Linked DNA regions of Mus musculus: region 2 is linked to region 1. The links are chromatin contacts, called in public Hi-C maps. All regions are on one chromosome and are shown on one strand. The core of a region is the stretch at or near the end of the contact, and the rest is flanking DNA. Distances in the headings are between cores, read along the strand shown.

Region 1 (5,511 bases), core at 1,662-4,161:
GTTTATGAGGTCCCATTTATCGATTCTCGATCTTACAGCACAAGCCATTGCTGTTCTATTCAGGAATTTTTCCCCTGTACCCATATCTTCGAGGCTTTTCCCTACTTTCTCCTCTATAAGTTTCAGTGTCTCTGGTTTTATGTGGAGATCCTTAATCCACTTAGATTTGACCTTAGTACAAGGAGATAGAACTGGATCAATTCGAAATCTTCTACATGATAACCGCCAGTTGTGCCAGCACCATTTGTTGAAAATGCTGTCTTTTTTCCATTGGATGGTTTTAGCTCCCTTGTCAAAGATCAAGTGACCATAGGTGTGTGGGTTCATCTCTGGGTCTTTAATTCTGTTCCATTGGTCTACTTGTCTGTCATTATACCAGTACCATGCAGTTTTTATCACAATTGCTCTGTAGTACATCTTTAGGTCGGGCATGGTGATTCCACCAGAGGTTCTTTTATCCTTGAGAAGAGTTTTTGCTATCCTAGGTTTTTTGTTATTCCAGATGAATCTGCTGATTGCCCTTTCTAATTCGTTGAAGAATTGAGTTGGAATTTTGATGGGGATTGCATTGAATCTGTAGATTGCTTTTGGCAAGATAGCCATTTTTACTATATTGATCCTGCCGATCCATGAGCATGGGAGATCTTTCCATCTTCTGAGATCTTCTTTAACTCAAGAAGGTAGACTCCATAAAATCAAATAACCCCATTAAAGAAGGTAGACTCCATAAAATCAAATAACCCCATTAAAAAATGGGGCTCAGAACTGAACAAAGATTTCTCACCCGAGGAATACCAAATGGCAGAGAACCACCTGAAAAAATGTTCAACATCTTTAATCATCAGGGAAATGCAAATCAAAACAACCCTGAGATTCCACCTCACACCAGTCAGAATGGCTAAGATGAAAAATTCAGGTGACAGCAGATGCTGGCGAAGATGTGGAGAAAGGGGAACACTCCTCCATTGTGGGTGGGATTGCAAGCTTGTACAACCACTCTGGAAATCAGTCTGGCGGTTCCTCAGAAAATTGGACATAGTACTACCGGAGGATCCCGCAATACCTCTCCTGGGCATATATCCAGAAGATGCCCCAACCGATAAGAAGGACACATGCGCCACTATGTTCATAGCAGCCTTATTTATAATAGCCAGAAGCTGGAAAGAACCCAGATGCCCCTCAACAGAGGAATGGATACAGAAAATGTGGTACATTTACACAATGGAGTACTACTCAGCTATTAAAAAGAATGAATTTATGAAATTCCTAGCCAAATGGATGGACCTGGAGGGCATCATCCTGAGTGAGGTAACCCAATCACAAAGGAACTCTCACAATATGTACTCACTGATAAGTGGATATTAGCCCAGAAACTTAGGATACCCAAGATATAAGATACAATTTGCTAAACACATTAAACTCAAGAGAACGAAGACCAAAGTGTGGACACTTTGCCCCTTCTTAGAATAGGAAACAAAACACCCATGGAAGGAGTTACAGAGACAAAATTTGGAGCTCTGACGAAAGGATGGACCATCTAGTGATTGCCATATCCAGAGATCCATCCCATGATCAGCTTCCAAATGCTGACACCATTGTATACACTAGCAAGATTTTGCTGAAAGGACCCAGATATAGCTGTCTCTTGTGAGACTATGCCAGGGCCTAGCAAACACAGAAGTGGATGCTCACAGTCAGCTATTGAATGGACCACAGGGCCCCCAATGGAGGAACTAGAGAAAGCACCCAAGGAACTAAAGGGAACTGCAACCCTATAGGTGGAACAACAATATGAACTAAGCAGTACCCCGGAGCTCTTGTCTCTAGCTGCATATGTATCAAAAGATGGCCTAGTCGGCCATCACTGGAAAGAGAGGCCCATTGGACTTGCAAACTTTATATGCCCCAGTACAGGGGAATGCCAGGGCCAAAAAGGGGGAGTGGGTGGGTAGGGGTATGGGAGGGGGGGGTATGGGGGACTTTTGGTATAGCATTGGAAATGTAAATGAGCTAAATACCTAATAAAAAATGGAGAAAAAAAAAAGAAGTGAGCTCCATCATGTCAGGGGCAATGTCCGTTGCCTTTACATGCTACACCATCATGACTAGCACATGCCTGACATGATCTCTCACATGCTACACCATCATGACTAGCACATGCCTAACATGATCTCTCACATGCTACACCATCATGACTAGCACACGCCTGACATAAGGGACACGGAAATAAACAGTGTGAGTCCTTCATATTGTCTTGGTTGTGGCAGAATGAAAACGTGTTTACACACTCTTTACCTTATATCAAATGATGTCAATAAAGCCATTACATTTAAGGGCCCCCTAGCAATGCTGGTTTGTTTTGTGGGCAATTTTCTTGTCTGTCTAAAACCCAGCCTGCTTCTCATAGTCTTGTCCTTGTGATATGGCTAAATGTGGCACTAGTCTGAAATGACAGCCAACAATCCATCTTTCTCTTGTTATATCTCTCACAATAACATTTGACAAATTGAATTGTGGTCCCCAAATGTAAACAAAACTATCAAAAGAAATTGGGCATGCCAGAATTTTGTTCTTCACATTAAGGGAATTCTGAAATTGAAATCTTGCTAAGGGAAGGGTGGCTTGAGAATATTAACAGAATCCTAGGTTGAAGGAGCAGGAATAGAGGATCCCAACTAAAACCTAAAAAGCAAATTGACTTTCGATCTCACACATGCAAAGTTCTGTGACTCAGGAAGGCAGGCCTCAGAGTCGGCAGCCCGAGTGGTTGGGAATGGTCAGAACCGAGTTTCTGCACTATAGAGCAGGCTCTTCCTCGGACTTCTAAGGCATCTGCTAAGGGCTAACAAACAGCTTGAAGGCTGGAACGGTGCCTGGATCGCCCTCAGCTACAACAGCTGTGTAAGCAACCGACTCAGCAACCGTCAGAGCAGCTGCGAGGAGCAGCAGAGAGTGGGCCTCACAGCTTCCCAACAGTGTGTTTGATAGTATCTGAGGCCTCTTCTTCCAGCAGTAGCAACAAGGCTAGGAAACCCAGATGTAATCATACTTCCTTTCACAGAAGACCCATAGTGATGGGCCCAAAACGCTGTGTTTCTACACCTGGTTGATGGCAAACCAGACTGAGTCTCAAGTGCTCTTTGCACACAGTGGCTAGACTCTCTTAAGAAATGTCTGTTAAGAGCTTCTTCACTTGACACTCTTGTAGCAAAAGAGTTAGGTCCCAATATATGACCTGTTCCTGAGATGTGCCCCCCTCAACCCAGCTAGGGGCTTATACTATAAATGATTTCATTATACGGTAGTATAAAAATTAGAGAAATAAGAGAAAAATAAATTGTCATTCGATTAAAAATACTTGAAAGAAGCCAGAGAGATGGCTCAGTGATTAAGAACACTGGCTACTCTTTCAGAGAACTGAGGTTCAATTCTTAGTGCCCACGTGGTGGCACGTAGCAGTCTGTAACTCCAGGCTGAGTGGGTGCAGTTTCTTCTTCTGGCCCCATTGGGTACTGCACACAGATAATGCACATGCATACATGGATGAAAAACACCTATACATATAAGAAAAATGGGGGGAAAAAACCCTAGCTAGTTATCCTCAGGGGAAATGCTCATCTGAAAAAAAAAAAAACAAAAAACTAGATTCCTAATAGTGTCCTACACACTGGACTCAATTTCTTGTCTGCTGACTTCGCTTGGGGTAATACCAACATATCCTTGGGTAATACTTTTTGCTTGTTTTCTTGTTAACCTGAGACTAGAGAAAGTGTGTATCTAGGTTACAGGGTGAGGACTGTGAAGAAATGCTGCTGGCATCTGTGTTAACTGCGCAGTGAAAGCTCTGTGGTGTGGGAGGAGGTAAAGAGAGGACACAGACCAGCCTGGTGCCATCAGTTAGCTACCTCACTTACCCTAGAACGAGGCAGGGCTCTGCATGCTGCCTCTCATAAACACCCCCTCATGCTTAGTACAATTCAGGAAGGGATGAGAACCGGAAAACCAGCATCGAGTCTATTGGCCATATTTCAGAGGTCCAGCCAATGAGAACTTAGAGTCTAAAACAGGTCTCTCCAATTAGTAATTTTCACATCAAATCCTTACAAATGTGTGAGCGTCCACTGATACTTCAGCAATCTAAGATATCAATCATCTTTTAAAAAAAATGAATTATAGCCAGATGGTGGGGGCACACTCCTTTTTAAGCCCAGTAAATGGGAGGCAGGGGCAGGTAGATGTCTGAAGTCAAGGCTGCCCTGGTCTACAGAGCAAGTTCTAGGACAGCCAGGACTACCCAGAGAAAGCCTGTCTGAAAAACAAGAAACAAAACAAAACAAAATTATATGATAGTAGAACTATGCTGAAAAATCCGGTAAATATGGGTATCATGTCTGAGACAGTGAGAACAACACACAGAACATGAGAAGCGCATGAGACGATACCACAACAGAGCACACTCTGAACTGAAAGCATGGGCCTCAAATCCACGCTGAAATTGTCGTTACAGCCCTAAGGGGGCCAGATCAAAATCACATGTGCCCTTTATCAGACTCTCCTGTGGGGTAATTCTACGAAAGAAGAACATATGTGCATATATATAATATATGCGCATACCAATGCATACAGATGTAAACATATATACAGTACAGAATACATACCATACCAAACTGTGAGACAGCATCTGTGTCTTAAGTTACCCAGCTTAGGACATCCCTAGAGAGCTCAGGTACACTTCTGGAGATAGTTGTGTGAATGCCATGTGTCGTAAAATGGATAACACCCAGGAGCGTTTTGGCATGGTATGGAGGCCGGTGAGTAGATCTGATTGCTCAGTAGGATCCTTACCTTTTAACCCAGCCAACCTGCATGTCTCACGCCTAGGGAAGCCAGGAGTGGCCATACGAGTTAGTCTAGACCAATCAAAAGCAGCTGTCAACTCCTTTTTGCCCTTTGCTCTGCACCCTTCCTGTGAGAATTCAGACCTGAAGGACTGAGCTTAAGGCACAGGTGACCTTGGAGATGGATGCTGAACAGAGCAAGGACCACACTAGGAGGAGCTTCAGGAACTCTGTGAACAGTTGTCACCTTAGCACCGATCTCTCCACATCCAGACGTTGAGAAGAAAATTATTCTTTTTCTTGTTGACGTCATTGTTTGGGGAGGCTTGGAACTTCTCACTGCTAAATCTAATCTTAAATAACATGTGCATACAGAGTGACCAAACAGAGCATTTTAGCTATAGACCAGGAGAAAGTGCAGAAGAAATGTTCAAAGGGATGGGAGAAAACCAGGAGAAAATAATATTATAAACACAGTTGTTGTTTATAAATTATTCAGCCTTGGTTATTTTGTTATAGAAGCACAAATAGACTAACACAATAGCTGTGGGCGATAGCAAATAATGCATTGATTACCATGAGACACTGGTTCAATGGCGCAGTCAGCTCTATTGCATAGCAAGGTGACTATGATTAATAACATACTGTATATTTCAAAATGGTTAAAAGAGGG
Region 2 (5,511 bases), core at 1,028-3,527, 380 kb after region 1:
ATGTAAGGATGGCTTGGGCCCTCACTGGAACTAAAATGGCATCATGGCTTGTGTGCATTTCCTTTCGCTGCTATAATGAATTACTGTAAACTTAGTGGTCTAGTGGCTGGGGAGATGGCTCAGTGGTTAAGGTTACTAACTGCACTTACAGAGGACCCAGGTTTAGTTCCCAGCATCCAAATAAATAGTAGCTTACAATAGTCCCTAACTCCACTTCTAGGGGATATGGTGCTCCCTTCTGGACTCTGTGGTAGCAAGCACACACATGTTACACATATATACATGTAGACGAAAAGAAAGAGAAAAAAAAACCTTCAAGAGCATAAAATTTAAAAAGTAAATATTTTTAAAATGGAGGGAGGAATGTCGTGGTTAAAACAACACAAAAGAGTCTGGAGAGATGAACCGCCGGGAAATTTGTTGTTGCTCAAGCATGAGAATCTGAGTTTGGATTGGCAGAGCCCACATAAGGCCAAGCGAGGTGGGGCACGGTTGTGATCCCAGTCTCCTATGGCAAGATGGGAAACTCGAGTACCAGCTCGCCTGGTTTACACAGTGGTGACAAATGACCCTGTGTACAATGAGGCATTCTGTGAGGGCACCCAAGGTTCTCCTATGACCTTCATGTGTACTGTGGCATGTGTGTACACCCTTATATATGTGCACATGCAAACAAACACACACACACATACACACACACACCACATGGAGGCAGTAAAAATCCACAGACCTTATATAATGCTTAGGGTCAAAAATCCAAAATAGTCCTCGCCAGGCTAAAAGGGAGGTGTCAGTCTCTTGGCGGTCTTATCATCCACAGGCACTCACGGTCCTTGGCTTCTGGATGTATTCTCAGTCTTCATAGCCAACCATATTGGATCACACTCTTTTCACCCCACTGAATCTCTCTGGTTTTCTCGGTAGGTTTCATCTTCCACTTATAAGGACCCGTGTTTATTATCCTGAGGGAGGAGGGGCTTGTTTGTGTAGAGCTTAGAGTATGCAATCCTCCAACAGCTATAGTAGGCCAGCCTGCGGTGGTTCTATCTTTATTCGTGGCTTCTCACAAAGCACCAATCAGTAAGCAGAGACCCTGACGGGAACCAGATATCCATCCAGGCTGACCCTTGGTGACCTTTGCAAGCCAGTGGAGTCGCCATGTCCCAGCAATTCACACTTTCCAAACCAGCATGACCAGCTGCAGGCCAAGTGTTAGTCATAACTAATCTATCAAAAGAGGGGCATGGTACATCCAAATATAACAGGATCTTTGTTGTCCTGGCACCTAAAAACCCAGCTAGGAACGCCAATTCCATCTGAAACATCTTCGCTTTGCTGGGAGACTTAGCATCGTGACAAGCGCTGGGGACTGAGGCACGAGCTTCTCAGACAGGCCATTATTCTTCCTAGCACGCGTTATTTACTTATTTGTTATTTATAACAAATTCGAACTTTAAAATATTGTAGCTACAAAACTCATTCTATCAGGGCCCTCCTGGATGATTCAGGAGATAAAGAGCTCACCACCAAGCCCGAGGGCCGGATTCTGTCCCTGGGAGACACGTGGTAGGAGAGCACTGATTCCACAAGATTGCCTCTGACTTCCATGAACACCCTACACATGCGCCCATCATATGCTAACTAAATAAATAAAGTAAAAAGTTTATTACGTCTGATTTCTCTGGTGACTCTGAAGTTGATGAACAACGCCAGTAATTTAAAACACACACATACACACAAATAAAATAAAATAAAACCTTCAAGAGCATTCATTTATATATTTTTAATTTATTTGGAAAACTTAAAACGATTACTAAGAAAAAGTTTTTTTTTAAAGAAAAATGTCTATAACCCAAGCACGCACAACTGTTACATATTGACACATTACCTTCAACCCTTTTTTTTGCATTTTTCCACATAATTGATACAAATGTTTATGTTGCTAAACACGGTTATATCAGTATTTGCAGTTTATAAGCTCTGTCGATTTTTAAGTTGCAATGGCTGCAGATGACAACTGCAGCAGCAAGTGGCCATTCACTTGGCCACTACCGTCAGACATTTGACGTATTAAACACAGTGAAGGACAACAGACTATAAACCTCTTTTTAGCGCTCACAATTATTTACATCTCCAGCTACTTCTTCAAGTGAGGTGCTTGGAACAGCATGGGCCAAAGGGAATGAATAAATTTGTTGACGGATGCAAGGCTTCACACAGCAGGCTGTTTGCCTGCCCTCCAGCTCCACACCAGCGCTTCTTTCAACACACCCGGAGCGGGTGCTGGGCACCCTCTTTCCTCTCTCAGTTAATTTCAGTTGAAACAAGCATCTCATTGTTCCCAGGAACATCTCTTTTGGAGCATGTGTGTGTCTGAACATTCCTTCACGTGTCTGCCCGGCAGCTGTCTTGCTCCATGTGTGTGCTGTCCCCGCAGAAAGGTCATCCCCATTTTTTCAAACCCGGTTAAGGGTATACAGCTAAATACAAGAGCGCGTAGATTTCAACAGGTCCTTGGACATTCTTTCCCGTTCTTACCCAGCTCGAAGTTCCTAGTCCTTATCAGATTCTCCCAGGGCTGCGCTCACCTAGGGTTTTCTCAAAACCGGCTTTCTTTCCCTGTCCCTACCTGCTCTGTGGGTTTCAAACTGTTTGCTAGGTCAGCTCAGTTGCAGGGGCTGGACTGACCACCCTTCCTACAGACCTCTCCAGCCTACTGCCTCCCCCACCCCTCTGACACCCCCCTCCAGCTGCCTTCTCACCCCTCCCCCGCCCTCTCACCCCTTCCCTCCCCCTCCTACCCCTCGCCCACCTCACCACCCTTCCCCCACCCACACACAGATAATTTCGTCTAGTGCTTCTCGGCTATCTTCACTAGGTCACTTTCTCGAGAGAGGAGAATGAGTCAGCCAGCTGCACCAGGTGGATAAGGAAGCCAGGTGGTTACGTCTGGGGTAACCATTCCATCAGACCTAGTTCAGACCTGTGCTTCACCTACAACAGGCTGGTGTCTCTGGCTTGCCCTGAGGGCTCTGTGGTGGAAACTGGCTGCCACTTTTGATGATGTCCTCTAGGAAAAGAAAGTAGACTTCTGTTGTCCCTTTTTTTTTTTTTTTAGATTTATTTATTTATTTATTTTATGTATGTGAATACACACTGTAGCTGTACAGATAGTTGTGGGTCTTCGCCTGGTTGTTGGGAATTGAATTTAGGACCTCTGCTCGCTCTGACCTAAAGATTTATTTATTATTATACGTAAGTACACTGTAGCTGACTTCAGATGCACCAGAAGAGGGCATCAGATCTCATTATGGGTGGTTGTGAGCCACCATGTGGTTTCTGGGATTTGAACTCAGGACCTTTGGAAGGGCAGTCAGTGCTCTTACCCACTGAACCATCTCACCAGCCCTCCCCTAGCCCCCCCCCCTTCCTTTTTATTGTAACATTGTTGCAATTCTCTACTTGCTTTTCATCCTGTGACATTTTATGTGATGCCTCTCAACGACTGGTTTTGTACTTAATGGTATGTGAAGGTGACACATTCAGAATGGTGTTTCTTTCTTCCTCTTCATCCTGGAGACCCACACTCTTCCTGGCTTTCACTCCTTCCTTCCTTCTTCCTTTTTTCCTTCCTCCCTCCTTCCCTCCCTCCCTCCCTTCCTCTTTCTTCTCTTCCCTCCAAAGCATCCTTTCTCTCTTATCAGTATCTATCAACCAGCATGATCTCTAAAAGAGCTACAGAATAAGAGGAACAGCCTACCTTCAAGTAGCTTCCAGTCTGCCATCCTGGCCCTTCCCACACCTACTGACCTGGCAAGAATTCCTGGTCGGAAAATGCAGGGAGTCAGGCTGCTCCGTGCAAACAGGGATAAAGAAAATACTGAAAGAGAAATAATTGTAAGCTAGTATTAAAATGTGCAGGCAGAGCATTCAGGTTAAAACAAAACAGAACAAACAAACAAACAAACAAAATCCCTTTATCTGAGATGCTTGAGATAGAAGTGTTTCGGATTTAGATTTTTTTATTTAGATTTGGGGTTATTAGCATAATGTCTAATGATATATTTGGGGGATGAACCCCAAATGTATACTCAAACGTTATTTCTTTGATGTATATCATGATCCATATTGCCTGGAGATAATCCTACACAAACATTGATTGTATTTATCATAGGAAATGGTGAGTACTATGGAATTTTTCAGAGAAAGAGTTGGGGAGAGGCGAGAACGTGGGGGTGGGGGGCGGTGAGCATCTCCACAGAGCACACTGCTGACCTGGAAGGCCAGGCTTCCCTGAGGTCTCTCTGAACTTCTTACATCCCAGAGAATGTTCAGTTTCCTATCCCCAAGACAGGATCTGGTATTTTCATATAAAAACCAAACAAAACCAAAACCAACTCTTTCCGTTACAATCAAAGACAATCTCTTGATCATAGTCAAGAAACATTAGACACCAGCTTCGGGTTCACTCTGAGAAGCATCTGTCTCTACCACTGCCCTGGTTTCTAGTGTAAACTATTATTACTCTTTTCCAGATGACTTCTCGTGGTTTGTTTTTAAGTTGTTAGTAGATCCGGAGGAAGGAGCGCGCTCCGGACACTCCTCTGGTCCCTTCAGATGATGTCATCGGTGGTGTTTACACCGGTGGGCGTGTTCGCAGTGCAAATATCAACATCAAACCAGAGCACCGCAACCCCTGTGGAGGCCCCAAAGCCTGGGACTCTGCTCACGTTGAGATACCATGACCACAGCAAGGTTCTCGTTCTAAGCATAGCTGCTATGTGAGGCGCTCGAGCGTGCCTGAAAACACGCATGCCCAAATACTTCCGGAACCTTCTAAAGGGTCACTTTAAAGAATAACAGAAATTTGGAGTTAAAGCATATAAGCCAGCTTTCAAAAAAAGAAAAAAAGAAAAAAAAAAAAAAACAACACCGAACCCTTTCATCTTAGAAAGAAGCAAATAACTGCAAATGAAAAATGAACAAAATCCTCAAGTTGTATGTTACTATGGGAGACAGAGATCCACAAACAGGAAAAGGGATTTCTAAGGCGCCATCTGTGTGTTACAGAATCTCAAGAGAGGACAAAATGGGAGATGTTATTACCCCCAACATTAGTCCCAGGCACACACTATAAATTAGATTCCCCACTCCCACCCTTTTTTTCTTGCAACTTGATGCTTTCTTGGTGTATTTAATCCTTTCCAATCTGGTGAACTTGCTGAACCTGAGAGTGAGTTTGAGGAGGAAAAGAAGTGGTGCTGTTACTATTCTCAGACGATATGAGCACCTTTATTTTATTGTTATAAATTCTAAACAAAGCCTCTTCTTAAATGACTTTAAATTTTTAATTTCTTAAATAATTGAAATCCTAAATATTCTTAAAATAGTCTTTTAAATTTAAACTCTTAAATATTTCTCAAGTATTTTTAACCTGTATGGTTGTTTTGCCTGCAGGAATGGCTCTGCACCCCAAATGTGAAGTGTTCATAGAAGCCAGAAGAGGGGGCG

What was found. Hi-C and Micro-C count contacts between places; a contact is called where the count stands out from the background.
Region 2: a contact with region 1 is called in a Hi-C map of muscle stem cells, with 2.0 times the contacts expected there. The contact joins two enhancer-like sites. A contact is called at or near these places in 2 of 15 datasets of contacts at CTCF or cohesin (large pre-B cells and stem cell-derived epiblast-like cells), 15 of 484 Hi-C or Micro-C datasets (the C2C12 cell line, CD4 T cells, the HL-1 cell line and 10 more) and 1 of 115 datasets of contacts at active chromatin or transcription factors (embryonic stem cells).

Annotation. Positions count from the first base shown.
Region 1 is chr15:95,754,425-95,759,935 of GRCm38.p6, forward strand. No RefSeq gene overlaps it. Among named protein-coding and RNA genes, the nearest start is that of Gm6961, 5.6 kb to the left of the region's middle. Within about 2 kb of position 2,912, at least 92 of the 459 cell types and tissues checked have an H3K27ac peak or open chromatin away from gene starts, as enhancers often do. A contact at or near this core is called in muscle stem cells, where this site is marked.
Region 2 is chr15:96,133,049-96,138,559 of GRCm38.p6, forward strand. Gm38469 (spidroin-2) reads right to left here. Exons shown (of 3, transcript XM_011245785.3): 2 at 3,761-3,880; 3 at 1,769-2,480. Among named protein-coding and RNA genes, the nearest start is that of 2610037D02Rik, 62 kb to the right of the region's middle. Within about 2 kb of position 2,278, at least 25 of the 459 cell types and tissues checked have an H3K27ac peak or open chromatin away from gene starts, as enhancers often do. A contact at or near this core is called in muscle stem cells, where this site is marked.